2 separate regions of the Mus musculus genome follow, and region 2 is linked to region 1. The links are chromatin contacts, called in public capture Hi-C maps. All regions are on one chromosome and are shown on one strand. The core of a region is the stretch at or near the end of the contact, and the rest is flanking DNA. Distances in the headings are between cores, read along the strand shown. Region 1 holds the start of Etfrf1 (electron transfer flavoprotein regulatory factor 1). Region 2 holds the start of Ergic2 (ERGIC and golgi 2).

Region 1 (7,730 bases), core at 4,023-6,522:
ACATTTCCGTGACCAACAAGCTTTCAGTTATTTTGCAAGTTTGGAGGGAGGAGAGAGTATTTTCAGTTACAGGGATCAAGTCTATGAAGCAACTGGTAGTCCAACTTGTGTTCAAAGACTTTACATTCAGGAGAAGGCATGTAAGTACAGGGTAATGCAGCCACAAGTTAGGGAGCTGGAAGAACAGCAAACTCAGTGGGCTCTGGGGAGACTGCACAGAGGAGTCAGGAAGCAGGTGATGGAGTAGAAGGCTGGAGCTCCTGCTGAGGTGGAGAGAGCAAGGCAATGCATCCTAGTAAGTGCCACATGAACACAGACCGCACGCAATACACTCATAGAAGCATCTCTTCTGAACTATCAAGAGCCCAAATGGCTTGACTAGAATTCAGGGGCTTCCACACATTTATTCAACAAACATTGATTCAATTTCCATAATAGATCAGCACTGCACTAAATGTTACGGACACAAAAATAAATGTGATATGGGCTGGAGACTTCAACTTAGCGGTAGAGGATTTGCCTGGTGTACACAAGGCCCTGGGTTCAATCCCCAGATGACACGCTCCTGATCATAAATAGCTCACAGGCTGAAAGTAAATAACAGCAGGCCAGGAAGGTGGCTCAGGAGGTAAAGGCACTTGCTGCCAAGGCTGACAATCTCAGTTCAATCCCCAGGGCTCACATGCTAGGAAGAAAGACCAGATTCCTGCAAGTAGTCCTCTGGCCAGCACGTTGTGTGCCTTGACATGTCTATAAACTCAAACATGTACATATGCAATATGATCCAAGACTTACAACCAAAGCATATTTGCAGATGTGTTGAGAACCCACAGAGCAGACAGTGACTCCTTAGCGTGCCCTAGACACTAGTTACAGGACCCTAGGCAAGGCAAATCCCACATACTCAAACCCATACATAACGCCACAGTATTTGCAGGCAACCTACATATATCCTCTCTTACACATTAAACTCTACCATTCCGGACCTTGGCAGCAGCCATATTTACTGTTCAGGAATTGCTTCATGGTAAAGTCTGACATATTCACTGCAGTTGTGATTTTACAAATCTTTATCACCCAAACATTCCAAGGTGTTTCTTCTGGCTTTCCGAGACACACGGGACATGCTCTGTATTACCACATTTATTTAAAAACTTGTATGTGAATGAGTGTTTGTCTGAAGGTATGCCTGGTGCTCACAGAAGTGTTGGATCCCCTGGAACTAGAGTCATACAATTGAGAGCCACCATGTGGATGCTGGGAACCAGGTCCTCTTCAAGAGCAGCAAGTGCTCTTAACCACAGTACCATCTCTCTAACACCCATTCTCGTTGTTGTTGTTGTTGTTGTTGTTGTTGTTGTAAGGCCACTGTGTAGCCGAGGCTGCATTAGAACTTGTGGTCCTTCTGCCCCTGGGATCACAAGAAAGCACCACCATGTCCAGCATTCTGGTCATTATTCTGAGACAATTCTATGTCCGCTTTAATCCATGGATGCAGAAACCATAGATTAGGAGGGCTGAATGTAATGATTTTTCAAGAGAGGGTGGTGGGATTTATGGAGAACAGACCACTGAGATTAAAAAACAAAACAAAAAGCCTCTGCTGTGGTCGGGGAGGCAACAGAGACCAGTTTCTGAGCACAGACAGGACGGTGGAAAGATCAACGTGCCTTTTACGCTCCTGCAGGTGGCTTCTGCTGAACTCTACGGACGCTGCTTTATAGGACCTCAGGACCAATGTGATCGTTTTCCATATGTCATGACCAGAGCAAATCAAATGTCTTTGGTAATTGCTTAATTGTGTTATTACACTTTTGGGAGGGGACTCGACTGGCCATGTATGAGGGGTTTTGTTGTTGTTTTGGGCCCAAGCTGGCCTAAAACTCATGATCTCCCTACTTTAACCTCCTACAAGCTGGGATTACAAGTGTGAGATACTATGGCACACTTTAAGAACTGACATAAAAAAAAGAAAGAAAGAAATTTTTTTCAAGTAAAACATAATCTGTTGGTAGGCTAAATATGACCTGTAATTAGGAGATTAAAATATCTGCTTTAAAGTTATCAATCTACAAAGCAAAGAGGAGAAAAAGATATCCCAGACATATGGGTAGTATCTCCTTTATTCAACCTCAGTTTCTACACTGTACAAACAAAAGCAGAAAACCACAAGTGTGCTAGCTGAAGGTCCTGTTTTAGTCACAGGAGGACTGTAACTATGGCTTATGTTTATCTGAAATAGAGAAAAGGAAGGACTAACCTAACATATTCTACAGTAGAAGAAAAAGGTGAAGCCTCATAGCCAGACACCGGTCAGCACTAAATGCAATCTATATGTTTTCAAACTAGAAATACCATCAAATGGGAAACACATCTGTAACTATGAAGAATTATCCAATGATGTAAATAACATTATTATCTAAAAGGTGAGTAGCAAATTCGATAAACTATAACTAACTAGAAAATTATTATAAAATTCCAAAAGATATTCATTTGTACAGTATGATCATAAAACTATTTATTTTGAAAACATAATTTCTACATACCTTTTTTGATTTGGGAGCCTAAAAAGTTGGAAAACAAAAGAATTGACACATTTTAAAACAGTATTCAGATACTTTCAACAGAGCATCACAAAATACATTAATTAGGAGAAGCTAGAGAAGAGCCCGAGGGAATTTCCTTTGTGCCTCCATTGCAACTTTTCTGTGACTCTTTGGCTACCTTAAACTGAAAAAATACTATAAAAAGAAGTCAGAACAAACTGAAAACACAGGCAAGAAAACCCACAAGATTTCTCACGAAGCATCTTTTTGAGTTAGTCAATACAATTTCCTATATCAATGAGTCTGTGATAGGAGAGCAAGCTAAAAAAGGACTGGTTGAAAAGATGCCCTAAATCTCCACGCATTACTGACTATTGATACTATTTCAAATTTGCAGATGTAGCGGCTGTCTAAAAGAAACCTTTCTATTACATAAGATTGATAGTATTTTTTTTTAAAAATGGGGAGAGAATCAGTTTCTTCAAGTTTGCCAATTAACGATGAAGTGAAGACTGCCCAGCCACATGATTTACAGTCAGTCTGCTCTTTTTGGAAAGCTCTGTCCTTCAATACTGATTTACAAGTACAGGTATTTCCCGTGATGCTATTCGTAAACTCCTGAGAAGGCCTGTGTGCCCATCAGCTCTCTGGTAAAGAACCTGTAAGAGGCCGTCTGAGTGTAAATTACACAGTTTACATATCTGAAGAGCTGCACATAGGAAGGGCTGGTTCGAGCCATGGGAACATCATTCTAAAATGCCAGTGCCAAATTTGGCACACAGTAAATGAGATTTAGACGACATCTTCCTGCAAGGTGCACACATTTCAGAAATTCTCTCCATAAATATTCATCAGGGAGAGAGCAACGAGGGAGGCTTTGCTCTCATGTGATTTTTACAAATAATTTTTATCCTGGCTGTAGTATTCCCTGACACATTGTTAACATATTTCCATCTTGAAACAAATACTGTATGGTAGGCTATGTAAATATCCTCCTCAAAGAGCATATCCTAAAGATGATGGGCACATTTTTATCCCTCACTAGTATTTCTAACATGAAACAGGTGTGGGGAAAGTCCTATCTTTATCCTTCACATAAACATAAGAGCCATCAGTAGTAAAACTTTTCAACGTTCAAGTGGCAAAGGACTTCCTGACAAGCTTTTTGAGAAATTTGTCCTCTTGGACTTACAGTATAGTTGCTTCCCTTCCTGAATTGTATACTTCCTTAGATTGTGGGGTTGAATTATGCATTTTCAAATTCATATACTAAAATCTTAACTTCTTGTGTGTTAGCGTTTGACCTGCTTATGAAAAGGGTCTGTAATTATTTCACCCAATTAAGAAGAGCTGATACTGGAACTGGACAGGCCTCTGGCTCAATATGGCTGGTACAGGTTACAAAGAGGAATCTTGGATACAGACCCTCATGAAGAAAATAAGCATCGTATGAAAAAAATGAGTTTACACTGCTACACACTAAAGAACTATTTAGAAGTAGAAGAGAGATCTGAATAAATCCCTGCCCCCATGCTGACACCCTGACCCCAGATGTTCAGTCTCCAGAATGGTGAGGTAAGCAGTTTCTACTGTTTAAGCAAACATGTTTATGGTACTTTGTTTCCTGGAAGCCCCATGATACAGTTAGGTTTGAAGCTGCAACCTCCTGGAATCTACATTTTAAATATTCCCCCAAATGGCTTGGAAGTCTTTGAGAAACAGTGCTATGTAGATAGGAAAAAGAAATTAAATCCACCTTTCGATGTAGCAAATACGTGCTTGTTCTTGTAATTTGCCAGCAGTCTTAACTTGGCTGATGACCCATTGGGGGTCTTGCCAGGGGAGGCCTTCACTACCCATTTCTTCCCACCACTTACAGAAAATACATACTTATATCTTAAAAGAGACTGAAAAGCACCAATCTTTTCTTCTCTCCTACCCTTAATAGCTTGATTACTCCGCTTTAGATACACCAGCTGTTACCTTGGTAAAGCTTGTGTCTGATATTCTGCTTAACTGACAGAGCCGGAGGGCTGTAATATTCTCCTTTGTGTGTCTCTGGCTTCCAGCCAGCAAACACAAATAATGCACTCTGAATCTCCCCTCAACGAGTGTGATAATTGATGATCTCTTGATGGAGAATGGGAAACAACACACGAAATTTGCTCCATATTGTTCTGCGTTGGAATGAAAACTTTTCTGACAAGGCAGTCAGAGCCAAAGTGGGAATGTACATCACCGGAAGCTAGTAAAGTTTAGTCACTGCAAAGATCTGGATCTCGCCACCTCTGGATCGCACTGCCCCTGTCTGCCTGCCCTCCCTCGACAGCGCTGAAGTGGAATCCGCACTTGCCCCTTTCCTGTCTCCCTCACTTTCCTGGCTTACCATGACAGAAGCAGGAACTTTGCTTAGGGATAAGTGAACTCTGCAGAGCAGGAACGCTCACGGTTGTCAAGACGACAGGCCACGCCCACTCACAACTCCCAGTGTTTTGCGAAGGACAACCTGCGCAATCGCACTGTAGTCTTCCGGTGAGTACTGCCCAAGTCGTAGACTGGTTACACAAGCCACACTTCCCACATAAGGTACGCCCACATCGCGGCTTTTACCTAATCCCGCCCATTTCCGCCTGATGCCCCGCCCCAGCAAAGAAAGCGGCCTCGAGTCCCATACACTGCTGCCTGTAGTCCCGCCCTGAGCCCACCCCCGCCTCTCAGCTCCGCCCACTTCCGGCAGACGGTCGGAGCATTTACGGCCGTGGTGCCGCAAAGCGCTGGAGTGAGGCGGTCTGAGCAAGCTGTCGTCTGGACCCCAGACCTGCTGGTGGTGAAGTATGCCTTAGGCGAGGGCTTCCGGGCGTGGGGAGAGCTGCGTCTCACACTGAAACGCAGGCTGACCTGGAACTCGCGGGCATCCCTCAGCTTCCTCCTGAGAGCTGGGGTTATAGCCGAGGCCCGCCACGGCCAGCCTTGTAAAAAGGTTTCTTCCTCGCTTCTTTTGCGTCTGGACGAGCCCTTCCCGGGGGATCTGGGGAATGGCGCCAGCTCACGACTAGGTGAAGCCATAGGTTCCGGGCGGGTCCCCCAGGGAGTCATCTGGCCACAAAGGCGAGCTCCAAGAGGGTCGCTACCTTGATATTAAAGTAGTACAGATTCTTCACTGATCGTGGGAGTTTAGTTTCTATGCAAAGCATTCGCCCTTCTCAAGAGCTGCTCACACACTAGTTTAACGTGACTTCTAAGAACCAGTAAGCCATTGTTGTCCCAAGGTCACGGAGCGCTGTACTGTTGTGGCAGCCTGCAGAATTTCAGCCCTTCTCCATAAGAAAAGGCACTTGAGACGTAGAGGAATGGAGACAGTTCTTTAACCCAACCCCAGCTTACGGCCCGTCTAACCCAAGATAGAGTACTAATGCTCTGTCCCTTACATAAACTAAATGTTCTGTTCAGTAGGACTGACAGCTAGTTTTTGTGGGTTAAGGTCATTGGTTGCACAACACTTAAGACCTTACTGCCCTCCGAACCTTGGTAATGAGATAAAAACTTAACACCTACTGCATATAAATTCAAATTTGTTTTATCTTAGCTGTTGAGGTATGGAAGGTAGCCTTTGTTTTGAATTATTCAACAAAGCAACTACTAGTGTTTAGTGACAGAAAACCTCAGACTAAACTAGGAAGTGGTGTGGAAGTACAGTAATTAACATGGTGACTCAGGAGAAATGGCCTTACTCAAAATCACTGTGTCATTATCAACTTCTCTCCTAAGAGGAAAACTAATAGTAGAGATGTGTTAGATCCCATGGTTCAAGACTCTGTGCATGCTTTTTTGAGTTTTGATGTCCTCTAGTCCCTGGGCAGGATTTGTGAGTAATAAGAGGGCTGCTTTCTGGCATCTCTTCATCTTGACACGGGTTGTACTAGCCCCTCTCTCCTGTCATGTACCTGTACCATCTAAAGGCGTATGGTCGCACAACCTCTGGTATGGGGAAATCTGACAGGACAGTTTTCCAGTACAGTCTGAAGGAATACTGAGTCTAGTTCACTAGACCACTGAAACAATACACTGCCGTCTCCATTTCCTTCAGCTTTTTTTTTTTTTTTTTTGGTCACTTGAACATCATGGGGCAGAATAACATCATTGGGCATCAAGCCCCTATTAGAAATAATAGTGTCCTACTAAAATGACAACGCCATCATTCCTTTACTCAAAGTCCCCAGGGAGAAAGGACTTACAGCTCCTCCTTGCACATATCCATGTTCCTGGAATAGCCCGTGACTTTGAGCCATGCACTCATCCAACTTTGATAACTTCCAGGACTCCATGCAGGTCTCTGCAGCAATTAAGTTGTTTTCTAGTTTGCAAACTAAAGGTTTTTCCCAGCAGCAAAAATAAACTAAAAATTCCTGAAAATCAACTGTATCATAAATTACCATCAAAGTGCATGGGGCAGGGGTAGGCGAATCTTTTATTACTCATACTCTGTGGGAAAAGCAATTGGGAAGGAGAACTAAGGCAGGTCTCTAAAAGCTTTCACAAGTTACAAATGCCAAGTTTTATCTATATAATAATTTCAAGCCACATAGTTTTAAGTCATTCTTCAACAAGGTATACCATCCTGGTATTATATTACTCCTCCCCTCTCTCCCTACTCCCACTGTTAATATTATTAGTTAAACACACCTGTTAAATTACCTTTCAGTATTACACTAAATCTTCAGGGAAAGAAAACAAACCATGAAATTAAAAGAGAAAAGAGAGAGATGGTTATGGCAGTAAGACTCTGGAAGCTGGAGCCCATGAGTGACTATGAGTCAACCCTAGCAAACCTCAGTGGACACTCACTACTCTTCCCAAGAGGAAGCAAGCAGAATCAACTAGGATCTGTACACTTGGACACTAAACGCAACACCAGTCACAATTGTCAGTATTAGTGACAGGGTGCCACTATGTAACTTCAATCATAGCTCTCCTTGAACTAAGGGTCTTCCCCTGCCTCAGCTTCCATCCAGCTCAACACAATAATTTTTGGACGAATTTTGAGAATCTCCATTTTCTGCTAGTTAATTGTAAAGTAACCTTTAATTCATCTTTAAAAATAATCTACTTTGAAATTTTATTTTTCCTGAATAATACAGTCCAAAAGATATTAGTTGTCTGGCTCTAAGCAAAAGCAGCAGCCTT
Region 2 (6,777 bases), core at 755-3,254, 3.0 Mb after region 1:
AAGCCTCCCAGTTTACAGTAAATGGTCTAATCTTATAACTTTCTTAATGATTTAAAAAAAAAAAAGTTCCTGGGACAGCAAGTAATATACTGTACAAGCTTTGTGACCGGAAAAACACAAACCAATCAGCAAACTCTCTTGCTGGGGACTTCTTACTAGCTGTTATGACAAATCTGAGGGTCTTCAACTTCTCAGAATTCCTTCCAGATTATTATCTAAAAGGGTAGGACATATGGGCTGCCAGTTATTAATCAAAATAGAAGTGGGGTGTTAGTTGGGCAGTGGTGGCGCATGTCTTCAATCCCAGCACTTGGGAGGCAGAGGCAGGCGGATTTCTGAGTTTGAGGCCAGCCTGGTCTACAAAGTACGTTCCAGGACAGCCAGGGCTATACAGAGAAACCCTGTCTCGAAAAAAACAAATCTTCTTCAGTCTCTACTGAAGCACTTCTCTGGCTTTTTGAGGTAAGTATTACTATAAGATTCTCATTTTATTGGTGAGGAAACTAGGGCACAAAAGTCAAAAGACAAGCTGTCATTAAAACACCAAATTAAAATCTAGGAAAACTATTAAAAAGAATTTGTAGCACACACAGTCTAAAACCAACTTCTGTTTAAAAATGAATTATTTAAATGGCAAACCCTGGTGAAAATAAATGCTGTTTTGTAAATCTTTGTTGTTCATGTTCTAGACTACAGTGACTTCCTTTCAGAAGTCCTCTAACTTGCCATGTTTCTTTAATGTGTACCTCCGAAGTGAAATCAGGTGTAATACTCAGCAAAGCAGTCAAGTTTACTATCTGAAAGAAAGCTGCTTCCCAGGACCCTCACTACAAAAGCATGGAATTTCTATTTCTCAGGATCTTCCTCTACAAGCTGGAATAGTAACTTAAGGTTAACTAATAAGAAAGGTAGGCAAAGAGACCTTCCGCAAGGCAGCAGCACACTCGTTTCTTTAGGTACGGACGTACACTGGAGGTTGGAGAAGTGAAATTCGGAATTACAACTTCAAACCAATGAAGAATGCCTAATTTAACTATCTTTAATTGCTTCCGAACGAAAGCCTATCTCGAAACACCGAAACAGCTGTTACTTGCCTATAGCCTAGGGCACCGAATTGCACGCCTAAAGTTAATGACACGTTTGCCCGTAGATCTCCGAGATCTCGTCTACGATACCCACGGCGGTCCCGTATCAGGAGCTGAGCCGTCATCCCCTGGATGGGTCAACAGCTGACAAACGGGACACACACACACCACCTGCCTCGGCGTCTGCGCCCGCCCCGGCCCCTCTCTAGGCCCGGCTTTTAATTTACGGCGAGAGTGACCACGGTGCTGGCAGGGTCGCTGCTGTCCACGACAGCCTGGACGAGACAACGAAGGGCGCGGCCGATCACCGAAGCTCCCTGGCCGCGGGCGCGGACGCCGGCGGCACTCGGCAGGAACGCCCCCGGGCAGCGGAGCGGCTCCGCGGCCAGCTGCTCCGCAGAGCCGCGACGAGTACAGGCCAGTGCCAGGCCTGGGAGCCCCCTCAGCCGCGCCCAGGTCCCCGTCCGCCCGTAACCGCCGAAGGAAACGGCCCCGGCAGGGTTTTAGCGTCTTACCTAGTGGTACGGTCCCAGCCGACCGCCATGTTTCACAGAAGCCCGGGTCGCCCGAGCCCGGCGCACACGAAGATCTCGCGAGAACAAGAGCAACTCTCACGGCTGACCATGTCCGAAGGGAGCGCAAATGGAGAACTCGCGATACTTTCCGCGTTGACGGTATGTGATCTAATCAAGCGGCGCGGTCAACCTGAAAGGGGCGTGGCTACGTGGAAACTAAGTGAAAATAGGAGGCCGGTCCCTTTCCAGGAAGGGGAAGTTACCTTCCGCCTGACCCCGAGACAAACCGACTGGAACGGCGCTCCGCACTACAGACCGGAAGTGATCACCAGCCACCTTAAGGCGCCGGCCACACTGCAGCTCAGGTGGTTGAGAGGCCTCCGGCTTTGCGTCTTCATTTATTCCGGTCTACAACACCTAAACCTCCCTTGTCGGGCGTGGAGAACGGTTTCGATTATTCGGTCAGTGTGCTTAAGGATTCCCTAAAAGTAAGCTACGCAAGAAAGCCCGACAGTGTGTGCTCATGGCCCTTCACAGCACAGGACGGAATAGAGGGGCTTTGGAAAAAAAGTTGGCTCCGAAATGCTGGAGAGGAACCCACTCAAGCTCCCGTCCTACCCATTTGCTACCAAATTTTACAGGCACGCGTTGTGGTTTAAAAACAGTTTTAAGGAAAGCGTACTTATGACGAATGTCTACACAGAAAGCACTGTTTTCTCTAATCTTCACAATACTATTGCCAAGAAATACCACTATTTACTTGGTTAGTAGGTAAGGGTTTGAGTTTTAAGAGGGAGGTAAAGAGTAGTTAAGAGCTGTCAAAGAGAAACAGGCTGGGAGATCTTGACTACAGATTGACTGTGTGTATACTCCTTTACTGAAAAGAGACCCTCATCCTTCAAACCAAGGACAAATGCATGCACTCTGGTGGCAATTTAATCTCCAGACTTTCAAGACTACTCCAATTAATCATAAATTCCTATTTGACTTAAGGTTCGTGGATAATAAACACAGCCTCAAGCCAAGATTACCTAAATTAAATATCCAATCTAACTTGTTAATATCGTGACTTTGAGCATATTGCATTTCTTTGTATCTCTATCCCCTCATCTGTCAAATGGGCATAATAATGTGTTGATACATGTCTAAAATGCAAACTTACCTCACTTGTAATCTATCGGCAGCTCCTCCCTGTCGTCTCCATACCCAGGTCTACAGTGTATAGGCTGTAGCTTGGATAAAGGCAGGACTGTTGTTCATTTAGTTACACCTGATCCTTTGTCTCCAGGGCACGTTTCCTTTAGAGTAATAACGATCCCCCTGAGAGTTGGGTTTCACAACATAGCAAAACTAAATAATTTGACCCTGCTATTTTTAGAAAAACAATTTTAAAAGCTAACAAGCATAAAAGTTAATTTTTCCCGAAGAGTGAAACTTCTTAACCAATGAATCAATCATTTAGCTTCTCTGGTTTTCTTTAATGCTTCTCTTTCTTTGCTTCGTTTTGTTGTTTTGTCTGGTGCTTGGCATCAGATTTGGAGCCTGATACAAGTGAAGCTGTACCACTGAACTACATTGCCAGGAAGACCTGCCTGACTTTATAGGTTAATTTTCATATTATTGGTGGCATAATATATGGGAAACAGTCTGCTTTTTAGAGACTCCATCCCATTATGTTTCATTTATTGAAGAGAGGTTTAGGAGTAGGGTTAAAATGCTCAAACTATATTTTTATGACATCCTTTTAATTCTCCGTAGATTGGGGACAAGCTTTAGCTAGTTAATAACAAAAGAGAAACTAATATTACTCTCTAAGGTTCACATGTACCTCAAGTGGCTTTTGTGTCTTATTCTTTTTTTGTTGTTTGTTTTGTTTTTTCGAGACAGGGTTTCTCTGTGTACCCCTGTCTGTCCTGAAACTCACTCTGTAGACCAGGCTGGCCTCGAACTCAGAAATCCGCCTGCCTCTGCCTCCCAAGTGCTAGGATTAAAGGCGTGTGCCACCACCGCCCGGCATGTCTTATTCCTAACCCAAATCTATTCTTCTTTATATATGAACATCACCACCAGCCTCAAATTTGATTGGATCACAGTCTTCTGTGTTTGTTTCTTCTCCCTAGCTGCCAATCTCAGTGTTGTTTGTCCTGAAACTGTTGCCCAGCTTCTCAGCTGTACATAGAGCCTCTTTATCACAGGCTTCAGCTAGAGGTGACTACTAATTCTCTATTCATATTTTGTATTAACTAGTTTTTATTTGCCCAGACAGACTTTACCTATATCCCAGGCTGATCATGAACTTGGGCAGATCTTCTGCCTCAGCTTCCCAAGGGATTACAGGTGTGTGAAGTAGAAACTTATAGTTTCTTTGGAAAGTTAGTTATGTCAAATGATGTTTTGCTGGGGCACTCAGGTGAAAGGATGTCTTGCTAAAGCAGACATAGATGAAAGGATGTTTTCCTGAAGCAGACACAGGTGAAAGGATATCTTGCTATATAGCAAACATGTGGAAGGACCTGAGATGAAGGAGCATAAATGTGACCCCACAGGTGTGAGCCACCACACTTTGCTCTGAACACGTTTTCAACATTGTCATTTATGGGCTTCTGCCATTTTTTCCATGTACCTACTTGGAGCTTGAAAATCTGAGTTTTCTTATTTATATGAATATGTAGGTCCATGATATTTCAGTAGTTCCCAACTTTATTTTTAATCTTGGGAATTGTTTAGTTCCTTTCAGCTTTTTGAGATTCTCTGATAAGATATTGAAATCTTTCTGTATTTTCCTTAAACTCATCAAATTTCCTTTAAACAATGATCTCAGCAGCTCACTGGGACTTTGCCCATGCAGGTTACTGCCTGGACAGTTTCTGGTCGAGTACTTTGAGTACTAGACAAGCTCAGGGTTCCCTAAATGCTCTTGGTACAAGCTGGTATGACACATGTGCTCCCAGGGGTCAGATACTGAGCCTGTTTGTCCTGAGGGGGATGGTTTTCTCTGAGCTGGTTGTCACTTCCGTGTTTTAGCACTAGATGGCGACCAGGTTCATTCAGCTTTGCCTGTTCTCACTGTTGCTGTTTTTAGACACGAATCAACGCCCAGATTTGTTTCAATACATTTCTTGGAGTGTTGTTTAAAAGGAAATTTGAGATCTTGAAATGACCTGCCCCCAAGAAATGCTTGACTATTAGGGTTAGATGCCTCTTCCATAGTCTGTGGTTAGAGTCTGCTGGATTCTACCCTCTTCTGGGCACAGCCACCATGGATAGATTCTCTTTCATTGTGTGGTCTTTTTGCTCTGATGATGATTTTCTTTGTTGTACATAATGGTTTTTTAAATTAGTTTTGTATAATTCCATTTGTCAGTTTTTCCTGTCTTGCAGCTGTCAACATCTTGAGGGTTCCTCCATGGTTTCCCAGTGGTTTCAGAACTTCATGTCAACTTCATGCTCAATGACTTTCATCCATGTGCTGTAGGATGAGCTGCTGGTCTCAGAGGACAAGCTCCCCACTCCCCCCTGACAGTGCAAGGAGGTCTATGGGTTGACTCATAGCCACCCTGCTGAGCCCAGCGTGGGCCACAGTCGTTACCACTTTTAAAATCTGTGACCTTGGGCATGTTCCTTCACCTCACGCTGTGCCTCAGTTTTCGTTTACATAATTTTTTGAGATTATAATGTAATATGTTACTCAATGGGGATTAAGCCAATTGATGTTTATAGCAGATCATAGATATTTGTTGATTAAAAGCACAATGTGAAAGCAAGGTGTTAGGCTGACGGTATTTCAATACTAGAAGGACTTGTTGGCCATGAGAAGCCAGCACACGGTCCTTAACATGCCACACTAAATTAACCTAATTTCACTTTAGAAGATCTAATTATGAGGTGGCTGGGGAAACAGAATAAAGTTAATGAATTCCAGCTTGAGTAAAACACTTAAAAGTGTCTCATGATGCCTGTATAAGCAGAGAGAGGAAAGTAAGTCGATAATTTGACAGCTAGGAAGCCATTAACTATCAGATGGTGAAGTGGCTGTGTAAGGAATGTTAACCTCTGGAAATGTATTGTTTTTTTAAAGTTTATTTTTAGTTATTATAGGAGAGAACTCGAATGCAGTTCCCTCCACTATCACAGACTATACTGTATAGTTGAGTTTACCACATTTGGGAAAAATCTTAGGCCAGCATATCCAAGTGCAGTGGCTAAGCTTCTTGCTGGGAAAACACCTCCTGATCACAGCATCTTCATCTCTCCCTCTCCCTCCCTCCCTCTCCCTCTCCCTCTCCCTCTCCCTCTCCCTCTTCCTCTGTGGGTGTGGGTATTTATAAATGTGTGGGAGGGAGGGAAGGAGAGAGAGAAAGCACAAGCAGGCACACAGGAAACAGTGGAAACATTTAGAAAGTGGAGCCTTAAGTAAGAAATCCACCTGGTCCTTCCACCTTGCCATCATGTAAGGATCCATCATAGGTCCAAGAGATCCTGGACTGAGGCCTCCAAAACCTATAGGTCCCCTTACTTTCTCTGTTCATCTCAGGTACTTTGTCACAGGAGTGAACTGGTGACTAATAAAGTTTCCTTCCCATCATACTAGAGAGTTACAGTCACTCCTAGTTTTTCTAGTAGATTTCTTCCTGCTAGTGGACTGGGTCACTCAGGGACCACCAGAAGTAAGTGCTTTAAACCCTTTCAGCCTGCTTCAGTGACCCAATGAAGCAGAGGGTATCCCCTTGCAGAGGATACCTTGTTAACCGTCAACACTGAGTATGTGACTCCAGTATTGAGTAAAAACCCCAACTTTCTCTTTAGATATATAAGAGATAACCCAAGGCTTCTTAAAAACAAACAAACCAGGGTGAGGACAGATGCTTGGCCTTATCAGTCATCATCTTCTGTAGAAGGAGCTGATGCAAATCGTGCATACTGATGTCTCCCCATTCTGGGGATGTTGGAATTCCCCTTTCTAATGGTGCTGCTCACAAAACACTGGTTCAACCCAGCTCTTCTGGTGACTGAGGGACCTCGTGCCAGATCCTTGGGCACTCAACCTAGAGAAGTCTGTCCTTGTTCATCACCGTTGGCACTGGAGGGCGATACCCTAGAGGACCTTGCTTCCTTTCATTTTCTAGAGCAGCCACAGCTCTGTTGTTGAAACCCTTCAAAGACATCTCCTTGTCAAG

The links. Capture Hi-C pulls out chosen DNA fragments and counts their contacts.
Region 2: a capture Hi-C map of macrophages shows a contact between it and region 1, with 4 times the contacts expected there. The contact joins the promoter of Ergic2 here to the promoter of Etfrf1 in region 1. A contact is called at or near these places in 2 of 39 promoter capture datasets (erythroid cells and neutrophils) and 2 of 9 other capture datasets (adipose tissue and macrophages).

What each region holds. Positions count from the first base shown.
Region 1 is chr6:145,205,875-145,213,604 of GRCm38.p6, forward strand. Etfrf1 (electron transfer flavoprotein regulatory factor 1) reads left to right here and starts at 5,273. Exons shown (of 3, transcript NM_133688.3): 1 at 5,273-5,378. Casc1 (cancer susceptibility candidate 1) reads right to left here and starts at 5,096. Exons shown (of 16, transcript NM_177222.4): 1 at 4,933-5,096; 2 at 2,547-2,564. The coding sequence starts at 4,935.
Region 2 is chr6:148,210,370-148,217,146 of GRCm38.p6, forward strand. It overlaps Ergic2 (ERGIC and golgi 2), which reads right to left and starts at 2,005. Exons shown (of 14, transcript NM_026168.4): 1 at 1,601-2,005. It overlaps 4732416N19Rik (RIKEN cDNA 4732416N19 gene), which reads left to right and starts at 1,919. Exons shown (of 2, transcript NR_015615.1): 1 at 1,919-2,061.